Regions from separate parts of the Bombyx mori genome. Here region 1 is linked to region 2. Evidence: chromatin contacts called from public Hi-C data. All regions are on one chromosome and are shown on one strand. The core of a region is the stretch at or near the end of the contact, and the rest is flanking DNA. Distances in the headings are between cores, read along the strand shown. Region 1 holds the start of LOC101746009 (mitochondrial tRNA-specific 2-thiouridylase 1). Region 2 holds the start of LOC101745429 (methylenetetrahydrofolate reductase (NADPH)).

Region 1 (6,286 bases), core at 2,398-4,897, 130 kb before region 2:
TTGTCTGTTCTATCAAGTTGTATCATCCTTATCTATTCAACAAGTATATTATCTATGATAGAGTTCTTTGTTTTAATTGTTCATAAGACAGGCAAAGAGGTTTAAAGCCTTTAATTAAATAAACACAAAATTCACAAAAAAAGAAATATGAAATGGCACAAGTGTGAAGTTGTAAAGTCATCGTGGCCTAAAGGATAAGACGTCCAGTGCATTCAACGGCGGATCCAGCTTTGGCGCCAGGAGGGGGTCACATAGTCGTGGTCAAGTCAAGAACTTATAATTTAATTTTGATAACAATAGATACAAGTAAAAAGTAGGTATTTTAATAATGTTCGTAAATAGGTGGTACGACTAGGGTTTCCAACAAACAAAATAGAAACAAACAAAATACATATATTTAAATAACAAAATCAATTTTTCTTTAACGTCTTTTATGTCTTCTTCGTATTCGTCTATGACTGCTCTCGTCTCTACTTCCGAATCCGAAGTGATTAAAGGGATTAAATCACTAAAAATAGAGAAAAGTCCAGGCCCCGACAGGATCACCAACGAAACCATAAAGCTCGGATGCGCGTATCTAGCAAAACCACTAACTCGACTATTTAATCAGATACTGAACAGCTCGTATACACCTCGTCAATGGTCAGAGTCTGATATCATCTTACTGTACAAAAAAGGAGACCCTAATAATATAAGTAATTACAGACCGATAAGCTTACTACCTTCACTATATAAACTGTTCTCTTCAATAATAGAGAAAAAAATAAAAGAAAGCACAGAGAAATACCAACCCATCGAACAGGCAGGCTTCAGAAGAGGCTTTTCAACACTGGACCACGTATATACACTCGCTAGAAATGCTGATAGAAAAATACCAAGAGTTCAACAGACCACTCTACATTGTCTTTATCGATTACCAAAAAGCATTTGATTCTCTGCTCCACTCATCTATATGGGAAACTCTGCTCTCTCAACAAGTACCACTAGATTACATAAAAGTCCTAAAAAATATTTACGACAACAGCACTAGCAGAGTGAAGCTGGAAACTACAGGGCCACCCATACAAATAAGAAAAGGCGTACGACAGGGAGACCCACTCTCGCCGACCATCTTCATAGCGGTGCTAGAGTCCATCATTGGCAAGTTAAACTGGGAAAGAGTTGGCATAAATATAAATGGATGTTACTTGAGCCATTTGAGATTTGCCGACGACATAGCCCTGCTATCAGAAAGTATTAACCAACTGCAAATAATGATAAACACTCTACATGAAGAAAGTCGTAAAGTAGGCTTGGAGATCAATCTAACAAAAACCAATATCATGACGAACCATATCGAAAGACCGATATATCTTGAAAATTCTTCTTTAGCATATGTCGGTGCTTACATTTATCTGGGTAAGCAAGTTTCATTCAACCAACAAAATAATGAATTGGAAGTGGAGAGAAGGATCAACAACACATGGAAAAAGTTCTGGAGTCTCAAAGAAATACTCAAAAGCGATATGACCATACGGATGAAAACGAAAGTCATGAACACCTGCCTACTACCCTCATTAACATACGCCTGTCAAACATGGAAATTTACCAGAAAAGTAAAAAATAAAATTATATCCTGTCAAAGGAGCATGGAAAGAAGCATCTTGAAAATTAAGAAAATCCAAAGGATCCGCCATACGACTATAAGACAGAAAACAAAAGCCATCGACGCTCTCAGCTATTCACAAAAGCTGGAATGGCGTTGGGCTGGACATGTAGCGAGGCTCAGCGACAACCGCTGGACCGCAAAGACAACATCATGGCGTGGTCCACTAGGACAGAGGAAAAGAGGTAGACCAATTACACGATGGGCAGATGACATCATAAAAGTAGCAGGTGTACAATGGCCGCGAGTGGCAGAGAATAGAGAGTACTGGTCATCTCTGGAGGAGGCCTTCACCTTTCATTGAGAGGGTTCTTGCTAACATAAATAAACCCTGACTAATTTAACCAATTAAATCATTATTTAGTACTTTTCAATGTAAAAATTATTCCAAATGTTATGTATATTATTTCTTAAAATAAGAACACAATTCAATACTTCTTATCACTCATAACATGTACATAATCAAAAAATCATAATCAAGATTAAATTAAAAATTATTTCGTTTTTATTTAAAATATTGGATAATAAATTTAAAAATGTGAATGATTTTGCAGGCATATTAATAGTGTAAATTTTTTTTGGTATGAAAAGCAAGAAATAAAAGGCTTTTTTATTTTTTTATTTTTATTTTATTTTTTATTTATGTCTTCTTAGGTCTAGCTAGACGTTACGTAGTCGAAAAGCGCGCGCAAGTGTGACGCGGTAAAATTCAAATTTTCGTTCGTTCCCAAACCTTGGCTATCATACAAAGTGATTACATTAAATAAATTAAATATTGAAGGTATGACAAAATATATAAATAAAATCATGAATCAAAAAAATATGTTCAATTAGTGGTCCACCTAAGTCCTGAAACCAGCTCGGGGGGGGAGGGGGGTCATGACCCCTATGATCCTCCCCCGCCCTGGATCCGCCGTTGGGTGCATTCGTATCTAGCGATGCAACGGTGCTCGAATCCCGCAGGCGAGTACCAATTTTTCTAATGGTATACGTACTTAACAAATGTTCACGGTTGACTTCCACGGTGAAGGAATAACATCGTGTAGTAAAAATCAAACCCAAAAATTTATTATTTGCATAATTACTGATGGTAGGACCTCTTGTGAGTCCGTTCGGGTAGGTACCACCACCTTGCCTATTTCTGTCGTGAAGCAATAATGCGTTTCGGTTTGAAAGGTAGGGCAGCCGTTGTAACCCTAATACTGAGACCGTAGAACTTATATCTTAAGGTGAGTACGTTGTATGGGCTCCAGTAATCACTCAACACCAGGTGGGCTGTAAGCTCGTCCAGACATCCAAACAATAAAAAAAAATTGTTTCTCCCATATTCCGGCACCCAAATTCATAAAATGAAAAATCAGCGGCTCCCTTTCAGCGGACGCCTTTTTTTACGTCAGGATGGTATTCCTTGCTTCTATCCTCTATATAAAAAAATAGAGTTTTAAATAATAAGTGTAGGTTCTATGTATGGAGGGTAGAACTAGTTCTATGGAGCAGAGAAATTAGTGTATTAAATATCAGGCATTTTGGCGGGAACGTGAGCAGTGAAGTTGTGTGATTTGTTTTATTTTGTCTATTTATATCATATCTCATCTCATTTCAATTCATTTAATTTAATTTCATTTTATGCCATGCCATGCCATGCCATGTTTCATTTTAATCAGCTTCATTTCATTTTATAATATTATATTTCATAAAAAGAAATATATATAAAAGATTAGGCCTGTATGGTGTGATACCTTTGCCTTTCCATTTGGAAAATAAAACTGCTACTACTATCTTATGATATGAGGAAAAAATTATAAAGGACTTGGCTTCGTTTTTCGGACTTCGCTTTCATTAAAATGAAATTTTTATTTCAGGATATAATATAAATCATATAAGAGCTGTCTTTGGCTTTGTTGAAAATTTATTTCAGAAAATATACAGAACAGACAAGGCAGTATGTGCTTAGATCCCCTTGCCTTTCCTAATAAGGAAAATTGTACCAAAAAATATATCTATGATAACAGAAGCGAAGGTTATTGCTCCCTGTTTGATTAGAGAAATTCGAATTTTTGTCGCTTAATAAAAATGTTCCATAAAGTAGCATTGGGAGTTTCTGGAGGAGTTGATAGTGCAGTTGCAGCGCTTTTACTTAAACGAGCTGGTGAGAGAGCTGTCAAGAAATTAAACAAAAATAAACAACAGGCCGAAACTGTTATCAGCATATTTTTTTCAAGGGTATCAGGTGGAAGGCGTATTCATGAGAAACTGGGACAGCAATTACGAAGCGGGTTATTGTTCTGATGAAAACGATTTTGCAGACGCTACGTTTGTCTGTCGTAAGCTAAATATTCCGTTACACCGAGTATATTTCATCAAAGAATACTGGAATGAAGTATTCACTGTGTTACTACAAGAATATCAAACGGGATTCACTCCAAACCCTGACATTCTATGCAACAGATACATAAAATTTGATAGTTTTTATCAACATTGCAGGAACAATTTAGGTATTGATGTGATAGCAACTGGACATTATGCAAACACATCTTTTGGACCCTTTCTGGAGTACTACAATAAGACGGAAGGTTGTTTAACTTTTAAATTTTACAATAATTTGAAGTAAACTATACTTCATTACAATTCTTAATCTTTGCAGATGTTAAATTATTACAACCAAAGGATAAATTCAAAGATCAAACCTTTTTTCTGTCACAAGTAAAACAATACTCCTTAAAAAGATGTATGTTTCCTCTTGCCAATTTATTAAAAACTGAAGTGAGAGAAATTGCTAAAAAGGAAGGTCTTCTAAATGTAGCGAATAAAAAAGATAGCACAGGAATATGCTTCATAGGTAAAAAAAAGTTTCAAGATTTTATTGCAGAAGTAAGTTTAGTTTTTACATAATTTAACAGACTTGAAAATAATTGAAAAAATATATATTTTCCTGTCAAGAGCTGATTTAGAAATGTATATTTTTTTGGCTTTTACTTCTATAGCTTAAGTACGTAGCTGCCTGCTTCTGGCAATCCATGTTTTTAAAAGGGTTATGTCATGGTTCTTGGAAAAGTAATAGAAATAAATCTTAAAAAAGGGTTATGAATTAACTGTAGTTTCTGTATTGATGCACGTTGACTAATCTGGTATGGAGGTAGGTAATAGTAAAAAGGAGAGCAGAAATTTCTATCTCATAATGTTCATGAACATGGATCCAAAACTCATTCAACTTTCAAAATGATTAAATTTTGCAATATAATGTGATGTTTATGTTGTAAAAAATAATTCATTGTTTCTGTTGTTTATATTACAGTACATTGATACAAAAAAAGGACAATTCATAGATATAGATACTGGAAGGATTGTTGGTGTACACGAAGGTTTGCACAAGTGGACAGTAGGTCAAAGATGTTGCCTGCCCAATTGTAGAGATGCATATTTTGTATTGAAGAAAGACTTGGCAACGAATAACATTTATGTGGTTTGTTAATTTTAATACTTACTCGAGTTTAAGAGCAATTCGGATATCTTATAAGCTGTTCCTGAACACATTTTCAAACTTTCATAATTACTTAAATTGAATTGTGACTTTGGTCTGTAGATACTGGAGTATCATATTGTGTCCATCAATCTCTCTCTTTTTGATCTCTTCACTTGTTGTTTATTAAATAAAAATATATTATAAATTACAGGTTGCAGGAACAAAACATTCAGCATTGTGGAACAATATTTGCATCACTATGCCACCTCACTGGATTAGGAGAGAACCTCTTGAATTAACAGAAAATGGGGTGCTTAATTGTTACTTTAGGTTCCAGCATACAAAACCTTTAGCTCCATGCAAAACTGTGAAAAATTCCGAGGGACTTACTATCATCTTAAAAAATAATTTAAGAGCAATTACTGAAGGACAATATGCAGTACTCTATAAAGATGGAGAATGTCTTGGTAGTGCCAAAATGAAAAACATTTGTCACAATTTTGTTTTTTAATAATTAAATGCTTAGCAATTAATGTATGTATTGTATGTACACATTCTAAAACTTATCAGCTGAAAGTTCAGGACTAAATTTGTATTGGATATGTGGAACAAATATTATAATCAAACTGAGACTTTGATGTTATCTTATACGTGAAGTGGTGGCATCTGCATTTAATTGTCTATGGGTTCCAATAACCCTTAACTCTTTTATCCTGGAACACTTAAATGTTGAAATCTTGAAACTTGTGTAGGAAACCTACCAAATTATGTCAAAATAATTGAAACTAAAAATTCCCCTGAAAAGTTAGCAGAAATATAGGGAATACTATGGTGTTGATGGCAACATCCAAGTCTCTCTCTCTATTCGTCAAAACTCACGAGAAAGTGTCGTAGAACAAAACTTAGAATCAGTCCGCTGAGCTTATTGCCGGATTTTCTCTATCCCTTCTATTGTTTCTTCAGGTTTAAATGTGTATTAATGGTGGTTTATAACTGGTTAGTATCTGTGAAAGTGTACAAATGTGGGAAAATGACACAAAGCGGCTGGACGTGGCTACTCGAGATCTCTAACCACGATTTTACGGAGATTATATTTCATCCTATCTCATCTCATTTTTTTTCATGTCAATTTATTTATGTTTCAAATTAATTAACTTCATTTCATTTTGCTTCATATT
Region 2 (6,922 bases), core at 963-3,462:
TCCGTAACATGGCACGCGAAGGCTCACCAATGTAAAAATCTGGAAATCGATCCACTTCAAACTGTGCGTCTTCTCAAGAGTAAAGGAAAAAATGTTTTATTGCATTTAACATGTGATATGCTCAGAATGAGCTATTTGGACCAACTCTTGATATTTTTAAAAGAACAAGACATTTGTAATTTGTTCGTTATATTAGGAGGTATGTTATATTTTTAATCATTGTTTTCAAATTTACGGAATTTTAATTATCTGTATTAGATTTTTTTTCAAAAAGGCGAAAAACAATAAAATTTGTTGATTAGGTGCGGAAACACAAGATTTCAATAAAGAAGAAAATCATCTTTTTTTAAATTGGATATCTATGTTTGTGTTACAGACAATTACAACCCTGACACATCTGACTTCAAAAGCACTACAGAACTTATTAAGTACATTCGAGAGAAAACAGGGGATTACTTCTGCATAGGCATAGCTGGTTTTCCAGATTGTTCAGATGAAAAATTATTGCAATTGAAGCAAAAATTGGAAAATGGTGCTGACTTTATCGTTACTCAAGCGTTTTTCGAACCTGAAGTTCTAAAGAAATTCATCGAACAATGTGAAAATTGCGGTATTAAAGCTCCTATATTACCAGGAGTGTTTCTATTCGAAAACTATGATCAATTAGCAAAATTTCTAAATATGTGCAAAGGAAAAGTTTCTGATAATTTCGTTAATATTATAAAGAGTAAAGAGCAATCAGGGGCTCCCTGCAGTGAAGTAATCAAGAAAATGGTTCAAGATTTAAAAGAACAAATTAATATAAATCATTTCCATTTTTTTACTATGAACAAGATGCAAAGTGTTTGTAATTTGATTAAGCAATTAGGATGATCAATAATGTACAGTAGTCAGTAATTTTAATTTTTGTCGATTGTAATATATACAAAAACATATTATACTTATTCGTTATTGTTTTAGCATGTCCGTACTGTGCGAACCATCAATCTAACAGAATGATTACGAAGGTCGATGACTCCGACTGTCAGCAGTGTCAGCTGATAGGCCCTCCTTTTGCACGGGTTTAACAGAGCACCGCTGAATATCAGTAATTCGTTTCAGTTTGAAGAGTGGGGCAGCCTTATTGATATTTAACGACTTGTCGTTGCCGAGTGTTGTGGCATCGATGCTCGGCGGCGACGAGTTGTGGAAGGCGATGCTCGACTTCTGCGAGTGCACCATCTCGTAGGAGGCGACAGGGGGCGTGACAGACGCACAAGCCCGCCGCCGTCGAGCGGGGGCCAGGGATCTGACAAAAAAAACCTTATAGATATGTACACAGGCCGTTGGCTTGTTCACTCGGGTTTTATAAGGGTGTCCTGAAACTCAAAGTCACGGGTACAGGGTGACGAGTTAAGTGGTACCTACTAGTTCAGGGAAAAATAAAAACCAAAATCCATTTCACCCAGCTAAGTGATAATAAGTAAGTTTATGAAAATTTAGATAATCAACATCTTATATTTAGAAGGTGTGATCGTAAATTTCATAACTTTTCAGAGATTTCTTTAAAATGAAATCCATAAAAACTATGCTATTGAATGCAGCAACAAACCCATTAATTAGCAGTGTGAATTTAGTATAGAAATTAAAAAGTTTTATTAAGTCATGGTTAAAGCGTTTTAAGCGTTAGCTTTGAAACCGTAATTATAAAAAAAGTAATGTACTACCCCAGGAAAGATAGATAAAAAATAGCTCATTTTATTAAGATTTTCAAATCACGTTGGGGTCACCAATGAGGGAATCTAAATAGAGTCCCTTTATTTCGCCGTAAAATCCTGTTTTATGTAATTAACACCACAGTTGAAACAATAGAAATTTTATTGTTGTAACGGTATAAACAATTCAAGTTATTATATAATATTATATTAGTTACATAATAAACACATTATGTATAAATTAATTTACGTTTTAAATTTTTTTGGCGGTAAGAAGGTCCCGTGTCACAGCCTATCTTCTCTTTCCCTGACTTTCCCACCTCTCGTGCGTTCCGGCTTACGCATCATAAAAAGGTGCGTTCTTAAACGCCACAAATGGTACAATTGCTGCTTCTGTATCTATAAATGAAAATATCAAGATTATCAAGATGACTAGGGGCATTAAAAACTCGACAAAAATTTTTTATAATAAAACAGTTAAAATATTGTAATATGTTTATTTTTCCTAAAATAACTTAAGTGTTCAAATTGTTTGTCTTCGGCACGACTACACGCTCTGCATTGCCTCAGAAAAAATATTTTGATCAATCGTATGTAACTACTTGCGTTTATTTTTTTTACTGCAGCAATTTTACAGCGTAGTTCAGCTAGGCTTTATATTGGCTTCATGTACACTTTTATAAAACGTATCGGGATCGACGTCTAACCAGTCTCAGTGTAATTAGCTTCCCTTATGTTACTTCGCTCTCACAGTAAACACATAAACCGTTTAAGTCATAGGTTTAAGTGACCGAAATATGCAGTCAACAAACACAATTTTAGCACTTTTAAAGGTGTAGGAAATAAGAAACAAGGCTGTTTTGATGTTCAGAAGTTCAAACTACATTGACGTCAAATTGGCATTTGACATTACTAGACTGTGTCAAGTTGACAACGGTTTTAAGTTTTTAGGTTATTCTTTAAATCCGAATTCTGACATCTAATATCTATACTATCACTAAAGTGAGAATATTTACTTATTTATTCGTTTAAACATATAAAACATTTAAATAAATATTTGGGAATATACGAAACCTATCGCTAGCTTTGTCTAAGTAAGTTAAAATAAAGGATTCTGTTATGTTAAGCATAACCATATAAGTTACACAAATTTACTCTCTTTTAGGTTTTGATTTCAATTTACGTAGATAAGGATGTCCTTTCCTGATAAAGAGCAAAGAAAAAAGTGCTGGGACGCCAGAGATAAATACTGGGAGTGCTTAGACTCTCAGAATATCAAGGACAGTTCACAGAAACCATTAGCTTGTACGAACTTTAGGAAAATATTTGAAAAGTCCTGCCCTACCCAATGGGTTACGCATTTTGATAGAAAACGAGATTTCAATGTATTTAAAGAAAAAATGCAAAAAGAGGGTTATGAACCCATAAAAGATTCACAATGAATATGTTTAAAAAATATGTTTTTGTTGTATATTTTTAGTTTAAGTAGTAAATTATTATAGATTTGAAATTGCAGTTTTATTGTCCAAACCATTTAATAGAATACGTTTTTTAAACTGGACATTCTATAAACATAGGTTAGTATAGTAAGATAATACACAAATTATTGTTTATGAATCAATTTATTTTAAATGGGTTTTTTATTATTAATTTCAGACTTAAAAACTAGAATGGATGAAATTCTCGAGATCTTGTTGTGTGCAAATGAAACCAAACAAGAAATAAAAGTGGAAATTTTACAGGTATTAAAAATATAACAAGTTAAATTGTTGGAATATTACAAAAGTAATGAGGCAGAGTAAATATGAAATCATACTTTGTGGTTTGTTTTTTTTTTTTTTTTTTTTTTTTTTTTTTTTTTTTTTTTTTATTGCCCTTGTAGGCAGACGAGCATACGGCCCACCTGATGGTGAGTGGTTACCGTCGCCCATGGACTTCAGCAATGCAATTGTTTGTTTGTGTTTCATAAATTCATAAGTCGTTATTGGCATTTTAGTGAAGATTTTCATAAAGAACACATACAGTACACAGTTTGTATGAGAGTAGTTCAAACAAATAATCATAAAATATTACAGATACTCAAATATATTTTTATAAAATTATATTTCATGTACATAATAATTAATTTCAGAAAATTTTACTGATGGCAAAAGAGTGTGATTCAGGGAAGCATTGTAAATCATGGAATAATATAGCAAACTTATTGTGGAATTCCTTGCAAAAAAAATTTAGCAAAATTGATGATCAATTATTATGTTCCATATGCTTTTATACAATTGCTTCTTACACTGATGATTGTGATAGGTATATCAATGGGATACAAAAAATTCTTGAATTTGAGATTGAAAATTTAAAACCTGGCAATTTGAAAATTTCACAATGCAACATTGCATTAATGTATGGTTTATTCCAATCAAATTTTCTTACTTCTCAGTGTGCAGGAGATATAATTAATTTTACTAGAGTTTTGCAATTAACCTTTGATTTACTAATTATAATGGGATATGAATACACGCAATTCACTTTTCTTGCCTTTAAAATAATGAAATCATTTAAAAAAGTATGTAATACTAAATGGCAAACAACAATTTTTAAGAGAGACAATCAAATTAAATTAATGAATGTTATCAATCATAACTGGGAAAACCCCATTACTGGAGTACGAGATCTACTTAAGAGTATTTTTAATACTCTATTAACTACTCTTGATGATGTATTGTACCTTTTAACACTAAAAGAAATTAATCAATTTTATTGGAATAAGGCCAAGTATTTAATGCTCTGTGAAGTAATTCATGTAGACTGCAAAAACATTTTAGTATTAATGTCTGAAAATGATTGGGCTCAGGGCCTTTTTAGCAGCCTCAATATTCCCAGCTTGGTGTCTGCTGGAGCTGATATGTATTTTGCAATTTTGAAAAGAATAAAATGTGTCGCCGAATGGTGCAACATTTTTCTAAACTCCACCATTAGCCTTTTTCAAGAAGGAACAGAGAAATCTATTCAAAACTTCAGTAACTATTGGTGTCTAACAACTTTAAAAAGATTTCCATCTTTACTGGGAGTATTCATAGAAAAGATAATGAAAAACAACTTTAAACAAGAACCATATGCTTTGATGTGTATCATAAAACAAGGTAATAAACTTGGAATTTTTGAAAAAGATTGGAATTTGTACAGCGGCTCAAATAATATCATGAATACGGTAGAGATGGCTTTGGAACACAAAATTGCTCCGCTGCGTATAGACGCTTTCGATATTGTTTGTGTTTCACATAGTAAATCACTGCCCATACAAAGGGAATACACACATGTTCTGGAGTACTTAAAGAACAATATGAACTCAGACTGCACTGTACTGAGATTAAATATGATGCGAAGTTTAAAATCATTTTTAAACCAACTACACGTTTCCTATTTAAACTATATGAAAACCTACAAAAATTGTGATGTAATAGATCTCATTTGCTTTTGTAAAAGCTTGCAAGAAATAGTATTTGAATCTTTAGAGTTGAATGGCAATTATCAAAGGAAAATAACAGCAGTTAAACTGACTTATTTGATTATGGAGTGCTTCAATGAAGTTCCTAGAAAGAAGAAAAAACAGATAAGACAGACTAACACATCTCTACTGCATTATCTAAAAACAGAGAATCAATGGTTTTTGGGTGGAGAAAAAATGACTGAGATATTAATTAAGCTTTTGAAGGATCCTTCAGATGATGTAAGAGAAAATGTAGTTCAATTATTACTGAAATACTACTTAAATGAAATACAAAATGCGAATTTCCTAAACAATTTGGCGACAGAAGCTCTTTCTTGCATTAGAAGTAAATTCTTCTTTGTAAGTAATTGTGGTCAAAGTATGTTGAAATTACTCAGTAATTTATTATTAATACCCAGAAACATTGAAACAAAGTATCAAAGCATTGAAGAAATTTTCAACTATGCTTATAATGAGTTACTATCTGAATACAAAAAGGATATAATGACTTCAATTGAAAACGAGACACAATTATATTCATTCATAAATATTTTGATAGTAGTGCTAGAAGTTTGTATTGACAACTCATTTAACATACGATTATCAACTGATACAATTCATGAGTTAATTCGTGTTTTGCAATATACTACCAATCAATTCACTTGGGAGCAAGATAATTGTACTAGTTCAGATTTTGCAAAAATGAGCGAAGTGGTTGAGGGAATGATAGCTCAATCTGAAAATTCAGCTTATAATGAAAACGATGAAGTAAAAATTTCAGGCATACATCAAATTGTTTTGAATTGCCTTTGGTTAAACGTTAAGGTAAGTTTTTAATTAAATAAGGTTATTATTGTTATTATACATTTCGTTACAGGAGCAGTTTACTACTCAAACCATAGTCTGTATGAACGAAAATTTGGTGAGAGACCTATATCCCAGGCCTAGTAGGGTAATTGAAAACAAGTTTGTATATTAGCTGTGAAACATAACATATTAGAACTGTGAAGAAGATTTATCCAGGATCAATACTTTTTTGCCGCTTTTTCAATGAGTAGCCCTAGATACTCCTTAAAGGAACATTGATTCACGGAGACTCCTTCGAGATTGACACGGTTCGAGCGGTATCATTGATTTAACGAGCAACTGTAGCTCCCACTCAAGTGGGATTAGGTGGGCTGCAGCACACTCATCTAGGTACCTACCTACTTTAGTTAGCAACAAAAAACCATGAACATGCGTATACTATAATATAAACCCCCTTTACATAATTTGTACATATTTGTAGTGGGACATTATAAATCTATATTGATGTGATATTGGTTTAGACTATCTCTAATTTTACCGCAGAGTAACTTTGCGGTCTGTGTGTTTAGTGCGAGTTTTTTAACGTTATCGATAGCGTAAAAGTTAGCTCATATTTGTGTATGGAATGGGATCGTTTGCCTATGTTTGCCGCTAGGGGCGCTGTTCCAACTGCATACAAAATTGGGCTAACTTTTACGCTATCGAGAACGTTAAAGAACTCGCACCAAGCAAACTGAAGCTTGCCTTACATTGAAATCAAAATCCTCACATATCATGTTGAGCGATGTCATTTTCGCTGTCGAGAATTGCGCTTCAGTAAGCACAACTCCAACCTTTTAATAAAACACTAAACGTTTAACACCCACTTTACCTAAAAATCTAGAACATTGCCAAGTCTTGCGACCACTCGCATGAGATGTGTCAACACCGAACAATT

Evidence for each region. Hi-C and Micro-C count contacts between places; a contact is called where the count stands out from the background.
Region 1: a Hi-C map of whole pupa shows a contact between it and region 2, with 3 times the contacts expected there. The contact joins the promoter of LOC101746009 here to the promoter of LOC101745429 in region 2. A contact is called at or near these places in 4 of 7 Hi-C or Micro-C datasets (middle silk gland, posterior silk gland and whole pupa).

Annotation. Positions count from the first base shown.
Region 1 is chr18:7,741,779-7,748,064 of ASM3026992v2, reverse strand. LOC101746009 (mitochondrial tRNA-specific 2-thiouridylase 1) reads left to right here and starts at 3,647. Exons shown (of 5, transcript XM_038017370.2): 1 at 3,647-3,794; 2 at 3,868-4,218; 3 at 4,290-4,516; 4 at 4,941-5,108; 5 at 5,320-5,641. The coding sequence starts at 3,719. The coding sequence ends at 5,619.
Region 2 is chr18:7,611,123-7,618,044 of ASM3026992v2, reverse strand. It overlaps LOC101745429 (methylenetetrahydrofolate reductase (NADPH)), which reads left to right and starts at 2,212. Exons shown (of 7, transcript XM_062673676.1): 1 at 2,212-2,696; 2 at 3,351-3,516; 3 at 3,826-6,003. The coding sequence starts at 3,499. LOC101735332 (N-alpha-acetyltransferase 38, NatC auxiliary subunit) reads right to left here. Exons shown (of 3, transcript XM_062673686.1): 3 at 1,840-2,093. The coding sequence ends at 2,032.